Regions from separate parts of the Mus musculus genome. Here regions 1 and 2 are each linked to region 3. A link is a contact called in public HiCAR-type and HiChIP or PLAC-seq data. All regions are on one chromosome and are shown on one strand. Each heading gives the region's core, a stretch centred on a gene start, on an enhancer-like site or on the middle of the called end of the contact. The rest is flanking DNA. Distances are from core to core; before and after follow the strand shown. Region 1 overlaps Gm40931 (a long non-coding RNA gene). Region 2 overlaps Jarid2 (jumonji, AT rich interactive domain 2). Region 3 has its middle 12 kb from the start of Gm2233.

What was found. HiCAR-type assays count read pairs that join an accessible place to other places. HiChIP or PLAC-seq counts read pairs in DNA pulled down with a chosen protein or histone mark.
Region 1: an H3K27ac HiChIP or PLAC-seq map of embryonic stem cells shows a contact between it and region 3, with 3 times the contacts expected there. The contact joins two enhancer-like sites. A contact is called at or near these places in 3 of 115 datasets of contacts at active chromatin or transcription factors (bone marrow-derived macrophages, embryonic basal ganglia and embryonic stem cells) and 1 of 9 other capture datasets (embryonic stem cells).
Region 2: a contact with region 3 is called in a HiCAR-type map of embryonic stem cells, with 5 times the contacts expected there. The contact joins two enhancer-like sites. A contact is called at or near these places in 1 of 39 promoter capture datasets (cranial neural crest), 1 of 484 Hi-C or Micro-C datasets (bone marrow-derived macrophages), 3 of 115 datasets of contacts at active chromatin or transcription factors (differentiating embryonic stem cells, embryonic stem cells and neural tube) and 1 of 9 other capture datasets (embryonic stem cells).

What each region holds. Positions count from the first base shown.
Region 1 is chr13:44,580,503-44,584,948 of GRCm38.p6, forward strand. All of the region lies in intron 2 of Gm40931 (a long non-coding RNA gene), which reads right to left. Among named protein-coding and RNA genes, the nearest start is that of Gm34276, 14 kb to the left of the region's middle. Within about 2 kb of position 2,404, at least 43 of the 459 cell types and tissues checked have an H3K27ac peak or open chromatin away from gene starts, as enhancers often do. A contact at or near this core is called in embryonic stem cells, where this site is marked.
Region 2 is chr13:44,844,928-44,849,804 of GRCm38.p6, forward strand. Jarid2 (jumonji, AT rich interactive domain 2) reads left to right here. Exons shown (of 18, transcript NM_001205043.1): 3 at 3,353-3,494. Among named protein-coding and RNA genes, the nearest start is that of Jarid2, 120 kb to the left of the region's middle. Within about 2 kb of position 3,339, at least 4 of the 459 cell types and tissues checked have an H3K27ac peak or open chromatin away from gene starts, as enhancers often do. A contact at or near this core is called in embryonic stem cells, where this site is marked.
Region 3 is chr13:43,934,411-43,938,755 of GRCm38.p6, forward strand. No RefSeq gene overlaps it. Among named protein-coding and RNA genes, the nearest start is that of Gm2233, 12 kb to the right of the region's middle. Within about 2 kb of position 2,356, at least 20 of the 459 cell types and tissues checked have an H3K27ac peak or open chromatin away from gene starts, as enhancers often do. A contact at or near this core is called in embryonic stem cells, where this site is marked.

The sequences.
Region 1 (4,446 bases), core at 1,154-3,653, 650 kb after region 3:
TAGCCAATAGCAGAGGCGTAGAAACCTACACAGAGCCCCAGTCGGGCCCCCTGGGCAGCCCCACCCCCAACCCCATCCCCGCTGAGGTCGAGTAGTGCTGGCTCTTTCTCATTGCTGTGACAAAAGGAACTTAAGGAAGGATTATTTTTGGCTCATGGTTTGGGGGTGCTGTCCATTTTAGCAGGGAACGCCTGTCAGTAAAGACATTATAACCACGGTGTCAAGAGGGTGAGGTGCCTGGCCACACCCATCTACGATCAGAAGGACCCTTTATTTAATCTTTGTGAGAACTATCAAGTACGGATGCCAGGCACACACTAGACGCCCAATCAATGCTATGCCCTTTTCCCTCCTCTTCGGATGGCTTATGAATTATTTCAGCCGTTAAGAAACTTGTAAAGCCGAGGGTTCAGAGAAGGGAGACTAGCGCTGCTGGCCCAGCACACATAAAACCCTGAATTCAAGCCAAGCACAGCACCAACAGGGTGTGGTGGTAGCGAGCACCTGCAGTCGTGTTCCTGGAGACATTCAGACGTTCAAAGTCATCCTTGGCTGCAGAGCCACTTCTAAGGCCACCCCAGAGTACAAAAGACTAAGTTAAAAGAGTAAGAAGAAGAGGAGGGAGGAAAAGAGGAAGAGGGAGAGAGGGACAGAGAGGGACAGAGAGGGACAGAGAGAATAATAAAATAAACTGAATTAAATAAACACATCACAGCCGAAGCGTACTGACTTGAATAGGAAAGGGATATCACACTTCCACTTATATTTTTTTGCCTCTGTCTTCCCATTTTGGACCCGGGCCAGGTCACCACTTTCCATGCCTTAAATGTTTGTATCCCCTTCCGTGCTCAGTGCGTAATAATAAGAGATAAATGAGCCTAGCAGCCTTAGGAAAGAAGTGAAGATGAGGGCTAGTCACACAGACCCTGCCTAGGAGAGCGGAGGGAGCAGAAGGCAGAGGAGGTCTCTATGAGTTCGAGGCCATCCTAGTCCAGATAGTGAGTTCCAGGACAGCCAGGGCTATGTAGAACCAAAACAAGGGGAGGAAGAAGAGGGAGGAGGGACGGAGGGGACCAGCAGTTTCCTCTCTGTGTGCACCAGCATGCATGAGCACAGACACCCCCTCCCCCGCACAAATACACAACACACCCGTACACATAATAAAAATAAAGAAATCTTTATTTTTTAAAAATTGTACCAAAAATTAATCAGTAACCTAAACAAACTTTTCTACTATTACCGTTTTGATCAATCTTAAACCCTTAAAGCTTTAGAGAAGAGTGAGTATATCCCTATACCCCTTTAGAATTTAGACATTTGTTTTAGACACAAAGTCGGGTAACTTCATTTCTAGACAGATAAGCCTACCTAAGTACAAACTTCTGACACGAGAAGAATCCAAATGGGTTTTCCTTCAAAACCCAGTTCATTAGAGGCCTCCTCCTCCTATCACTTGCCTGGTGTTTCACTTCTGCAAGCTTGTTTATTTCCACGACAGGTTATCTCGGGAGTTTGGGTTTCTGTCAATTTTCTTATCCTCTCTCCTCATCTGCATTCAAGGTCGCCCATCTCTACACACCTGCTTAGGGGCCCCGGAAACTTATTACTGCTGTGGTCAAGTCACGAAAGGAATCCTCTCCCCAAGAGACAATTTCCTCTACATCACCAGTGCCTCTTGTTAGGATAAAAATAACTGTGGCCTCCACAGCTCAGCCTGGCTATTAAGGGTTGCCGTTGTTATTTTGGCTCAGCACCCCAGGGCAATGACAGAATTTATTTTCTGGAGGTTCGTTTTAACCTAGCAATTAGTGCAAGGGAAGGTTCTGAAGCAGTAGCTGGAAACCTAGTGTTTCCATGCGCCTCGTTCTGGGTTCTAGGGAAAAGACGGCAGAGAAAATTGGACTTTTGCTTTCTTTCTTTGGCTCATTTCTAATTCCTCTTTTGTATTCGGAAAGCAGGGCACGCCCGCGTGCGTGTGCATGCGTGCGTGCGTGCCTGTGTATGTTCGGCCTGCGGTTTTCACGATCACAAACGTGCAATTGAAAGATTTGAAGAATTGGAATGTAAGCCTTTTTTTTATTATTATTATTCCATCCTAGCCTGGGTCCCCACATCCCTAGATCCCCAAGCTCCTCCAGCCCTTCGGGACCACCTCTGGCCTTTGATGTGCTAATCTCAGGCTGAGCATTGGTTGAAGCTGCCTCTAGAGCTCCTGTAGAGATGGCTGCAGTCTTCAAAGCCCAGTGTAGTCCTGGGCTCCCAAGGCAAAATAAGTTTGCTTTTTACACTACCAAAGAGAAAAATCTGAACAAATTGGAACAGGATCTTAAGCAATAGAGAGGGGCGCTCTCTCTGCTTAGAAATAAGAAACTAATCAATGCTATCAACGTGGGTTCTCCCTGTCCTCTCACTGTAATCATTTCCAGATGACAGCATGCATATGATTAGGGTCTCCTGGCAGCTCATTCCTCTCCCAGGGCCCTGGAAGGGAGAGCAAGAGGCTCAGTGGCTGGAGTCCAAGATAGGAACTTGCTAGCAGGTAACACTTGACCCTGCACTATGCTGAGGAAGGTTCTGGCAAGAAAGAAAGGAAAAAACAAAACAACAAAAACAAAAAACAAAAAACAAAAAAAACTCTCATAGGTTAAGACTTCAAATGATGCAACCATAATTCATTAGCAACACACACGATTGGCAGGACTCTCCTGGCTTCCTGGGAGAAGAGTTGTGGTACCTCTAACAACATCAGCCGTTAAAGTCTGTTAAAGATTGAAAACCTCGCAATACCAGTCTGTTAATTGTGATGAGGAAAGGAGACAGAGATGGACCAGACAACTTAGGGACAGAAGCCTGTATTCATGTCCTTGACCAGAAGTTGAACATGTCCTTGGATCTGTCTGGACAATGGACCCAAGCTTGCAGGAGCCTGGCATGTGTGTGGGTGAGGCAGGGGGTTAGGGGTGTCCCCTGGTCTGCTTTTCTGCTACCTCTCTAAATGAGCACCTGTTCTGAGAGTCATACATGAGCGAATGATCCAAACTCCAGCCCCGACACTCATGCCTTCCAGTGAGCAATTTTGGATTAGATCTCCAGATTTTCATGAGGGGGAAAAATGGGTCATACATATTTCTTAATTTCAGCTCTGCCTCTAAATCCTTTGGAGTCTCGAGTCCCGAGGGAAGAGGATTGTTATAACAGCCTTAAATGCTGACTCAAAGTCTTCGAGTCAGCTTTGAGCACTGCCTCTTGCTCCCCCTAGTAAGACTGAAAAAGTACATCACCTTTGCGGTTCCCTGGGCCTTCCAGTCAAAAAAAAAAAAAAAAAAAGAAAGAAAGAAATGCCCTGGCCCTGTGTGTAGACATGATATCCTGCTCTGCTCCAAGATAAGAGCATCACGTACTATCTTCTCCTCTTTCTTAAGACTTAATCCAGGGCACTGGAGAGGTGGTCCAGCTTGCTAATCTTCCAGAGGATCCTAGTTTGGTTCCTAGAACTCACACCAGATGGCTCACAACCTCCTGTAACCCCATCTCCAAGAGAGCCAGCGCTGGACTCCACAGGTAGCCACACAGACACCATACACATAAACAACAACAACAACAAAAACTTTAAAAAATCCCAGCAGGTCCTGCCTGTCACCTGGACAAGAGATCACCCTCATGAAGGCTGATTCGCCTAAGCCCATGGTAAAGAGATGGGCGATAAACACCCTAAGCACTGCCAGGTGGCCCGAGTAACTTTCTCTTTTCCTTCCTTCTGTCTTTTCCTTTCAGACACTGGCTAAAGCCTGGGGCCCTTTCCTTGACCCTCAGGGCCTTTGTTCTCTCTCTAAAGCTGCCCACACCCCATCCTACCTTGCAGCTCTGCCATGAGCTCAATCACTCTGCCTGCCTGCCTGCCTTCACAGACTCCACTGGAAACCCCGTGGCTTTCTCTCTTCCTCTTCTCAGTATCTTCTCTCCTGACGGACGCCAGAATTTACGGCTTGCCTATCCTGTTGTATTTCTCTCCTGGGTGTGGTACGACAGATGGAACCCTGGAGCCAGAGCTTTATGCTTGTTCTATCACAGTCTTAGGTCCTCATTCTCCGTCTCTGGTTCATCTCTGTATCTCTGTGTCTGTCTCTGTCTCTGTCCCTCCTCCTCCCTCTCCCTCTCCCTCTGCCCCTGCCCCCTCTGGAATCTATGACCAGTCTGGTATTGTCTCCCAAGATCAAGGAATTTGAAGAGGGCTGGCCTCTCAGATCTGGGCTCTCACTTCCTGTTCCTCCCTGTTCTCAGTATCACAGACCCCTCACCTCCATTTCCAGAGTCACTGTAAGTACACGCCTCCTGCCTTTCAACCAGACTTCCCAAAGGTATGCAACCCGTGGATCTGAGGATGGGCAAAGGAGGGAGCCCATTCCATCGCTCAGGTCCCCCACCCCCACCCCCCAGCCAGCCCTG
Region 2 (4,877 bases), core at 2,089-4,588, 910 kb after region 3:
ACAGGAGAAAGAAAAGGCACAGAATATACATATCTTGTGTTGTCATGATAGCTATTCTGCCCTGTGGCATCATACTCCATTCTGCAGATGCAGGTCTCCTAGTCCAGGCAGGCTTTATTTAATCTAAAGTATTAGAAAATGTGATAGTTGGAGATGTAAAAGAAAGTAAGGAGGAGATGGGGAAAAAAGAATAAGGAAATAAATTGGGAATGAATGCTCTATTTAAGCATATTGATGAGGAAACTTAAAAATGAGTATAATTTTCTGAATGATTTTTATACGGAATGGAAGTATTGAAATTGAAAATATTGAACATGCACAGAATACAATCAGCTCTGCTCCCTCTTTAAGGTTCTTTTTCAAACACTACCTCTATGTTGCTCTCTCTAGTTCAGGTTCCTCTCATTGTATGACTTGGAAGGTGAAAAGCTGGGAGTGCCCTGAAGGTACGAGTTTGATGAGGCCAGTGGATAGTGGAGCCCCCATTTCTATTGCATTAATGATTCAGACTTCCCTTAGGATCAGAATAGCTTTATTCCTCCTTACTTCCCACTGAGTGCTTAATTTCTGCTAAAATTCTAAGAGAGATCGCATACCATTTCCCTATGCATTCTCCTAATAGTTTGCTTTTGGGTAGAGGCCATTTTAAGGCATTTTGTACTTTAGATGTGTACTTTCTTCCCTAAGTTCTTTCCTACTGTGCTTGTTGGCTTGGGTTTTTTGTTTTGTTCGGTTTATATTTATCCTTTTATCTGATTCTTGGAAGCCTCTCGACAGAACTATTGAGAAAAGTTATCTAAAATTCGCTGGTTATGAAGACCACTCTGAATTGTTACCTATAATTATAGTCAGTTGCCTGGGTTCTTCTTTTCTTGTTCAAGTTTACTCCAGCTTAGTAGTAGCTCAGGAACAATAGGTCTTCCATTAACTGACATTAGTCATGGATTCCAACTAGCATTACCTCACCTGGGAACAGTAGTGCAGAATTGAGCACATGTGCATCTGGGACATGTTCAAATTGGACAAGTTCTTTCTGTGTGGAGTTCCTGGTAAAGCAGGAATAAAGCTTCCAATGTGTTCTAAAGGACCTTCCTCAGTGTCAGTAGCCTGTCTTCTGATCACTTCTTACCCATCCCCACCTAGTTTGTATCCCATGGTTCCTTAGTTTCTTTCCATTATCCAATTAGAGTTGCATCGTAGTTTCCTATTAGATTTTTATTTATGTGTTGGTGATTTGCACTGATTTCCATTCACTAGCTTTTTCCTATCACTTGTTCCTTACTTGATGTGTAAAGTCTTTATGACCATATATGTGTTGTGTTCTTTGCTTGTATATCCTAAAGTCAATATAGTAGACATTTTGAAAACTTTTCACCCTTTTTTTCTGATGAATTTTCCTGTGTGTGTGTGTGTGTGTGTGTGTGTGTGTGTACACTATTTAATCATAATAAAAAATAGGTATACTACAATTGGAGGTGGGATATCAAAATTTTATTTCCGAGTCTTTCCCTTTTCTTGCTAAGATATTGAACCAGACTTCACTGCTGAACTATATTCTGGCCCCAGTCACATTTCTTTTTTTTTTTTTCCTTTTTTTTTTTTTTTTATGATTGCTTTTCTTTTTTTCCATTTTTTATTAGGTATTTAGCTCATTTACATTTCCAATGCTATACCAAAAGTCCCCCATAGCCACCCACCCCCACCCCCACTCCCCTACCCACCCACTCCCCCTTTTTGGCCCTGGCGTTCCCCTGTACTGGGGCATATAAAGTTTGCATGTCCAATGGGACTCTCTTTCCAGTGATGGCCGACTAGGCCATCTTTTGATACATATGCAGCTAGAGTCAAGAGCTCCGGGGTACTGGTTAGTTCATATTGATTCTTACGTTTGCCTTTCGCCATCTGGTAATCTCTGAAGCTAGCTGTTATAGTTGTCTCTGTTAAGAGCTTGTTCTTCAGGTGACCCTGTTAGCCTCTATAAGCAGACCTGGGAGGGTAGCTCTCTCCTTAGTTTGAGTGGGCAGAGTATTCTCTGCAGGCAAGCTCTCTTCTTGCAGGGAGGGTACCCAGATATCTGGTGTTCGAACCGGACTCCTGGCAGGAGTTGTGTTCCACTCACTAGAGGTCTTAGGATCCCGTGGGGAATCCTGTGTGGGCCCTTGCGGGTGTCGGGCTCATCCGCTGGCAAGGTACCTCGGGGCGCGAGTGGAGCGGAAGGGGCTTGTGCCCCAGGTCAGGCCCGGGTAGTCCACTTCCCTATTTACCGCAGTCTCAGGTTCCGCGCGATTGGATTGGGGCAGGGGCTGTGTTCCACTCACCCGAGGTCTTAGGATCCCATGGGGAATCCTGTGTGGGCCCTTGCGTGGGCGCCTCCGCTGGCAAGGTACCTCGGGGCGCGAGTGGAGCGGAAGGGCCCCAGTCACATTTCTAATGGTGTTGGAAATCATATTTGTATAATTCCAGTATTGGTGTGCCAATGTACTGCTAATAGAAATGATATTTTGGATAAATATACAATTTTTTTTTTTTAGATTTGCAAAGAACATTGAAACAAGTAGGCAAAATTAGGAACCATTAACATCATTTAATCCTTTCTGCTGTTATATTTGGTGATTGCTGCTTCTGGGATCCTGTGGTGGACCTTTCCATGTTTGTGTCCACAGGAGTGCATCCATGGTAGTGTGTATATACGCATCAGGACTTCAGATCTAGAGAGCAATTGTTCTTTGACTAGGTCTGAGACAAGACTGGGTACAAGCTACGTTGTTAAGGGCTCTATTTGGGTTTCCAGTTTGCCTCTAAGATGTGTTTATGATGTTTCTGTGGGTAGCTGGTATTGGTCAATTTTTGTTATAAAGTAAATATTTACCAGTTGGTAGCTATTTAGAAATGACTCATTGGGTTTTTATGATAATTGTCACATCTTTTCTAGCCTTGAGGCACAAGAGATGTTCAAAATAAAACGTACTTTAGTCAGGTCTCTATCTAATAGGTAGCATCTTAGATGCTGAAACAATAGGATCACTCACTCAGGTCAGACTGCATTGAGATCCTTTCTCTGTATCAAAACCCGATCCAGCTCCCCCCCCCCCCCCCTCTCTCTCTCTCTCTCACACACACACACCCCAGCACTCACGCGTGCGCCTGCCTGTCTGTCTTGAATTTCCTTGTTAATTGTTTCCTTCTTAAGCTTTTGATTCTCTTATGGAGTGAGGCTAATTTTTCTTACCCCCTTTAAAGGATTGTATGTGTATGTAAGTTTTCTGTCCTTGTCAGCTTGGGCACAGGGTAGAAGGAAAAGTGCTGCTCTGATGTAATGTGTTTAAGTGTTTGTCCCTTTTCTCACCTGTAGGGCTTCTTGGTAATGCCCAGGCTAAGGCACTAGGACCAGCCTCAGAGCAGTCAGAGAACGAGAAGGATGATGCCTCCCAAGTGTCCTCTACTAGCAACGATGTTAGTTCTTCAGATTTTGAAGAAGGGCCGTCGAGGAAAAGGTTAGTACCCAAGCATTAGTGAATAAATACATCATGGGGCAGGGACTGTCAATTCAGTTGCTAATGCTTGCCACATGGGAGCAAGTGTGAATCTACCACAGGAGTCAGAACTAAAGCTTTCCCAGTAACAATCCTCAAAAACAAAGATGGATAAAAGTCATTAATGGCCCGGGTGAAATTTGTTCCTGCCTGTGACACCATGCTGGCCAGAAGAGGGAATCCGATATTATTACAGATGGTTGTGAGCCACTATGTGGTACTGAGAATTGAACTCAAGGACCCCTGGAATAGCAGCCAATCCCCCCTTCCCTCTTTTTTTGTTTATTTTGTTTTTTGGTTTTTGTTTTTTTTCGAGACAGGGTTTCTCTGTATAGCCCTGGCTGTCCTGGAACTCACTCTGTAGACCAGGCTGGTCTCAATCTCAGAAATCTGTCTGCCTCTGCCTCCCAGGTGCTGGGATTAAAGGCGTGCGTCACCATTGCCCTGCTGCAGCCAATCCTCTTAACAGCTGAATTATTTCATGAGCCCATCAAATTTATTCTTAATCAGCAGCTGTTTTGAAATCTGTATTAAATGCGTTTTTGTCATTTCTGAAGAGATTTCTTTCCCAAAATGATAGAGACTTCCTGTGGTATTATTAGCAAATAATTGTTCTTGTCATGAAAATATTAATTTACTGTCTACAACCTTAATATGTCTGATTTTAACCAAACTGTTTTTATATGATTTTTCTACATAATTTAAGATAGTTCAGTAAGGTGGTAGGTAGGCTAATGCTATTTTAAGATTTGTGGCAGTGAAATTACATAACGGTTCCAACTGGGTCTTTAAAGATCTCTTTGCTAGCAACCACCCTATTTTATGTCTTATTGTCCACCCCCTTTAAAATTTACTTTTAAATTTGCATTTGATCTTTATGACTATAATTTTGCAATGCAGGTGGTCAGAATTGAACTCAGGACCTTTGGAAGAACAATCAGTTCTCTTAACTGCTGAGGCATCTCTTTAGCCCCTATGACTATATTTTAAAAGGAAAAAGTTCCCTTGGTTTGAACTTCTTTTCTTGGTTGATTCATCTTGACTATAATGACCCTTTGGAAACAATTTAGATGTCTATCTTTAATGAAGTACAGAGAAAAATTAGGTGAAGGAAATTAGCCATGATTTGTGCTTGCAAGTTGAGATGCATAGCTCAAATTCTGGTTTTGCCTTCCTTTCCTTGGTGTCTAATAGCATATGGTCTATGTTGGGTCTGTATAATAACTTCTCCTAGTCATTGTCTTTAACCTCTCAATAGTGTCTCACATTGCTGTTTTGTATGTTAGCAGATTTAAACACACACCAGAGGCGTCGTGTCATTATACTAGGCCTGTACTTTTCTAT
Region 3 (4,345 bases), core at 1,106-3,605:
AGAGCCTTTGAAAGACAACTGGGGCCTGTGCTGGTTTTCGAATAACTCGCCATTTAATAAATGTTCTATTTTTGTCCCCTTAGGGAAATATACAACTCCACTTGAAGCCTGTGGGCCAAAATAATGTACACCACCCCATCTCACTTTCATAAGTTTTGTGATGGCGACAAATGACCTGGAAGCTTCCCTTTTTTGGGAAGCTGTGTGAAGAGATGGGGCCATTTAAAAAGCGGGAGATGATTTCTACGCACACCTGTCTCTGATCGTGAGCCTTTAGTTAGTTGTTGTGATTATTGTTGTTGCTTAAATGGTGCTGCGCTATGTAGGCCAGGCTGGCCCCAGGGTCTCCTGAGCTTCCTGCCGCGGCCTCCTGAATCCTGAGATTCACAATTATGTGCCAACAAACCCAGCCTGTGGATGGCATTTTGATTAGCTGTTCTTCAATTTTCCTTTGTCCGAACTTTATAGAAGTCATGCAAAGTGTGACATGATCATTGTGTGTGCATTCTGATGTGTACATTCTGATGTGTGCACTCTGATGTGTGCACTCTGATGTGTGCATTAAGGACTTGAAGCTGGAGACTGCGTGTCCTGGCTCCTCTTCTGTGTTGGTAAAATGACTCCATATGTACTTGAGTTAAGTTGATGGGCATTTTCCACATTCTAATCCTCATGGCCTTGGGGACACCACTTGTACATGCCATACTTTCACAGTGTTGCTTTGATGACTGTGACATCGCCCCTGTTTTTGTCTTCCTTTCCTCTGGTGCACAGTAGACCTGAAAAGGCAATAGCTGAATGCTTGAAGTGGGACAGGCACATGTTCCACTTCATGAATGGGCATGGCAAAATTCTGGGGGGTGGATATTATGCCATCAGCTAGCCAGCACCATCTCTTCTGCTGAGTCTCAACCAACATCCCCACAGCATTCAGATGGGAGCCCATCTTAACTCTGCTTCAAGGGCCGACTGGATGCAGGAGCTGAGAGCCAGTTCAAACACCACATGGACTTTGGGATAGCGTGTTTTCTTTGAGTGCAAGCCAGCCAAGACTGTGGCCTCACATAATTCTTCTGCTGGTGTGGAATAGCAAGCGCCACTGGAAGATGATTCATGAGGAGACATTTGCCAAGTTTTTGCCTGGGATTGAATGGGGGAAAAAAAAAAAAGGATTCCAGAAGTGCACACGGAAGCCACATAGAGCGAAAGTTCTATCTTTAGTTTGGGAATCTACATTCATTACTTCTCTCACTTGGCTGGCACGTGGCTGAGGCTCTAGCCACCGAGTACTCGTGCTCTGAGATGTTTGACTATGCATCAGGGTCTGGTACATAATTTTAGCTAATACTTGTTTTATGTTCTTTAGTTTATAAAGTGCTTTGCCTACACCTTCTAGCTGCTTATTCATTATGAGTGCACATGCCAACATTAACCGACAGGAAAATGATATCTTTGCAAGGGGCACATGGGCCATGCATACATGAGCCACTGAACTCGGGCCCTCTAGGTGATGTTATAGGGAGTTGCCTTCCCACAGGCGTCCTCTGATACCAACTGGTTATCCTACAAGTCCAGGCTGATGCCAGTGAACTAGAGCCAGCTTCCATCCCACAAGTTCAGCAGTCACATCCCAAATAACACCTTTGTCTGAAATGATGACAGTTTTGGAGGATTCCCCCCAACTCTCAACAATTCAACTAGTCATGAGACTAGTTGACTAGGTGACTCCTGTAACCTGAGAAAGAGCTATTCTTACTGTTCGTTTTTCTATCTATCTATCTATCTGTCTGTCTGTCTGTCTGTCTGTCTATCTATCTATCTATCTATCTATCTATCTATCTATCTATCTATCTATGTGCATGTGTATATGTGCATGTGTCATGGCACACACATGGAGGTCCCAGACACCAAGTCAGTCCCAGTCCTCTCCTTCCTACTATGTCTCTCCTGGGGATCAAACTTGGGTCTTGGGGCAGAATTGCAAGCACTTTCACCCACAGAGCCATCTCTCCTGCCCTCTTGCTGTTATTACTTACTTACAGAGCAGGCAAATGCTAACCCAGATGAAGAATTTCACAAGGTGAGGTCTGGGACTGGCGGCTTGGTGTCCAGCTCTTCACAGACTCCATGAATGTTTTCCAGCACAAGGCTATGTGCCACAGCTGGGAACCTGCCTGAGCCTCCATGTGCTGGGAATTTGTATCGGGGTTTCATTATATAGGCATAATTGATTTAATCACAGGCGATTAGAATTGCATTCAATCTCCAGTCTCTCTCCCCTCTCAGGACATTGAGAGGTGGGGCTGGAATTCCAAAGTTCTAACCCTGTGGGGGGTCTGGGGAGGGGGGGACTGGGATTACCGGATGCTGTCTGAGAGCTCTGTATAATGAGTCATTTCATTAGCATATGCCCAGCTATGATAGAAAGGGGCCCTTGTTATGAACAACAAAAGAATTAGACATGTGTCACTTTGAAAGATCCAAGAGTTTTTGAAGCTCTGTTCTAGGAACTGGGGATAAAGAACAGAAATATTCTTTGTTATATTACAATTCCCTGTAGTAGGTAGACTGTATGCGCAGCCAGTGCCTTTCTCCTTTGTAAATACAACCTGCTCTGTCAAGAGGTGGCTCTCTCCCTCATCTCTTAAATATGACTCTTTTTTTTTTTAATGCCTATGTCCAAATCTGAAAATAGATAGAGGCGGCCAAGTTTTTAGGCTGTTCAAGTTAGGTGTTTATATGCCCAGGAATTACATTAAGCAAGACAGTAAAGACAGAGAAACCATCTTGGATGCTTCAAGTCCTGACAGTGCCCACTGGAGATGGCTGTCCCCTTTCTTGTAGTTGAAGAGTCTCCCGGCTGAGCCAAACACTTCATGGCATCCCAACAAGCAATAAACTGAGCAGAGCAGTTTCTTACATGTTGCAGATAGCTCTCTGAGAATTTTGTATTGGGTGACAAGACCTCACAAAAATAATCTCAGATACATCTCAGGTATGCAGAATTCTATTATATACAGAAGAATGTTAAGGTTAAATTCAGTATTTAAAAAAGGAACCAAAAGGCACATGTCCTGTCTTGAGAACTACAACAATGGACCCGACTCACTTGGACAGTGGTTCATCAGCATTTCTTCTGTATGTCTTCCTGTCACAGGCTCTGAGCCCTCTGCCTTGCTTCTTTTGTGAGTCTAATTCAGAGACTGCCAAATAGGGAAACTCTTTTATAGGGTAGAGAGATGGCTTAGCGGTTATGAGCACAAACTGCTCTTTCTGGTCACCTGTGTATGTTTCCTTTGGTTCCCAACACTCTCATCAAGAAGCTCACAACCATCTGTAACTCTGACATCTCTGGCCCACTGGTCACCAACACACACACACACACACACACACACACACACACACACACTAAAATAATCCCCTTTTAAAAGAAAGAAACTTCCTCCTAAACATTTAGGTAAGGATTTACATATGAAAGCTCATCTTGGTACTAATTATAATCACACTTTCAATGCCTATGTTATTTAGGACAAAATACAGTTTATGTCTAAAGACCCAAATGTGTACTAGTATTTATCAAGAAACTTTTAAGCCAATTTTTTTAAATGAAGATATTTGCACTCTCAAATTCAAGAGGTGAGAAGTTGGCCAACAGGGCAGATCAGCAGATGCCATTTCTTGGGGATCCATGCTGCCTTCTTTAGCGCTCTGCTGGATTCCATGTCTCTGGAAGATGGGAAAGGCCCCCAGAGGAGCTCTTGTGTAATATTTTCCGCCAAGTCTGGAAGCAATCTACAACACTTCCATTTTCCATGGAGAACGCAGCCATGTCGCCACACCTGGAAGTCACTGACTGGGTAGCCCGTGTACCCACGCTCTCACTAACTGGGTAGCCGGTGTGCCTATGATCATTTTATTATTATGGAAGCTACATATGCAGCTTCCAAATCACTAAAGGAAAACAAAGAACAAGGTTTATAGATAATTAAAAAATATGTGTCACGAACATGTGGCAGTCCCCTAAACCACAAAGGCAACTTAGGAAAATTGTCATTGCAAGATACAACCGACCAAGAGCTGAGACATTGTAACAACTGGGTCAGCTGTCAACACGTCTGTTTGGTGCATGCTTTGGCTTAGAAGCCTGTGAAGTTGTCAATCGTACCTTGGAGACCTTCTCTTTTCCTGGTGTCTGTCTTCCATTAGAAATGGAGACTAAGAGTGGAAAGAAAGATCCCAAAGAGATGTGGTATAACTGGCTCACAGCCAGTCACAACTCACCTGCTAGTGACTTTGAAAGGACTCCTTACCATAAGTGTGGGGAGCCATTTCCTCGTGGGGAGCA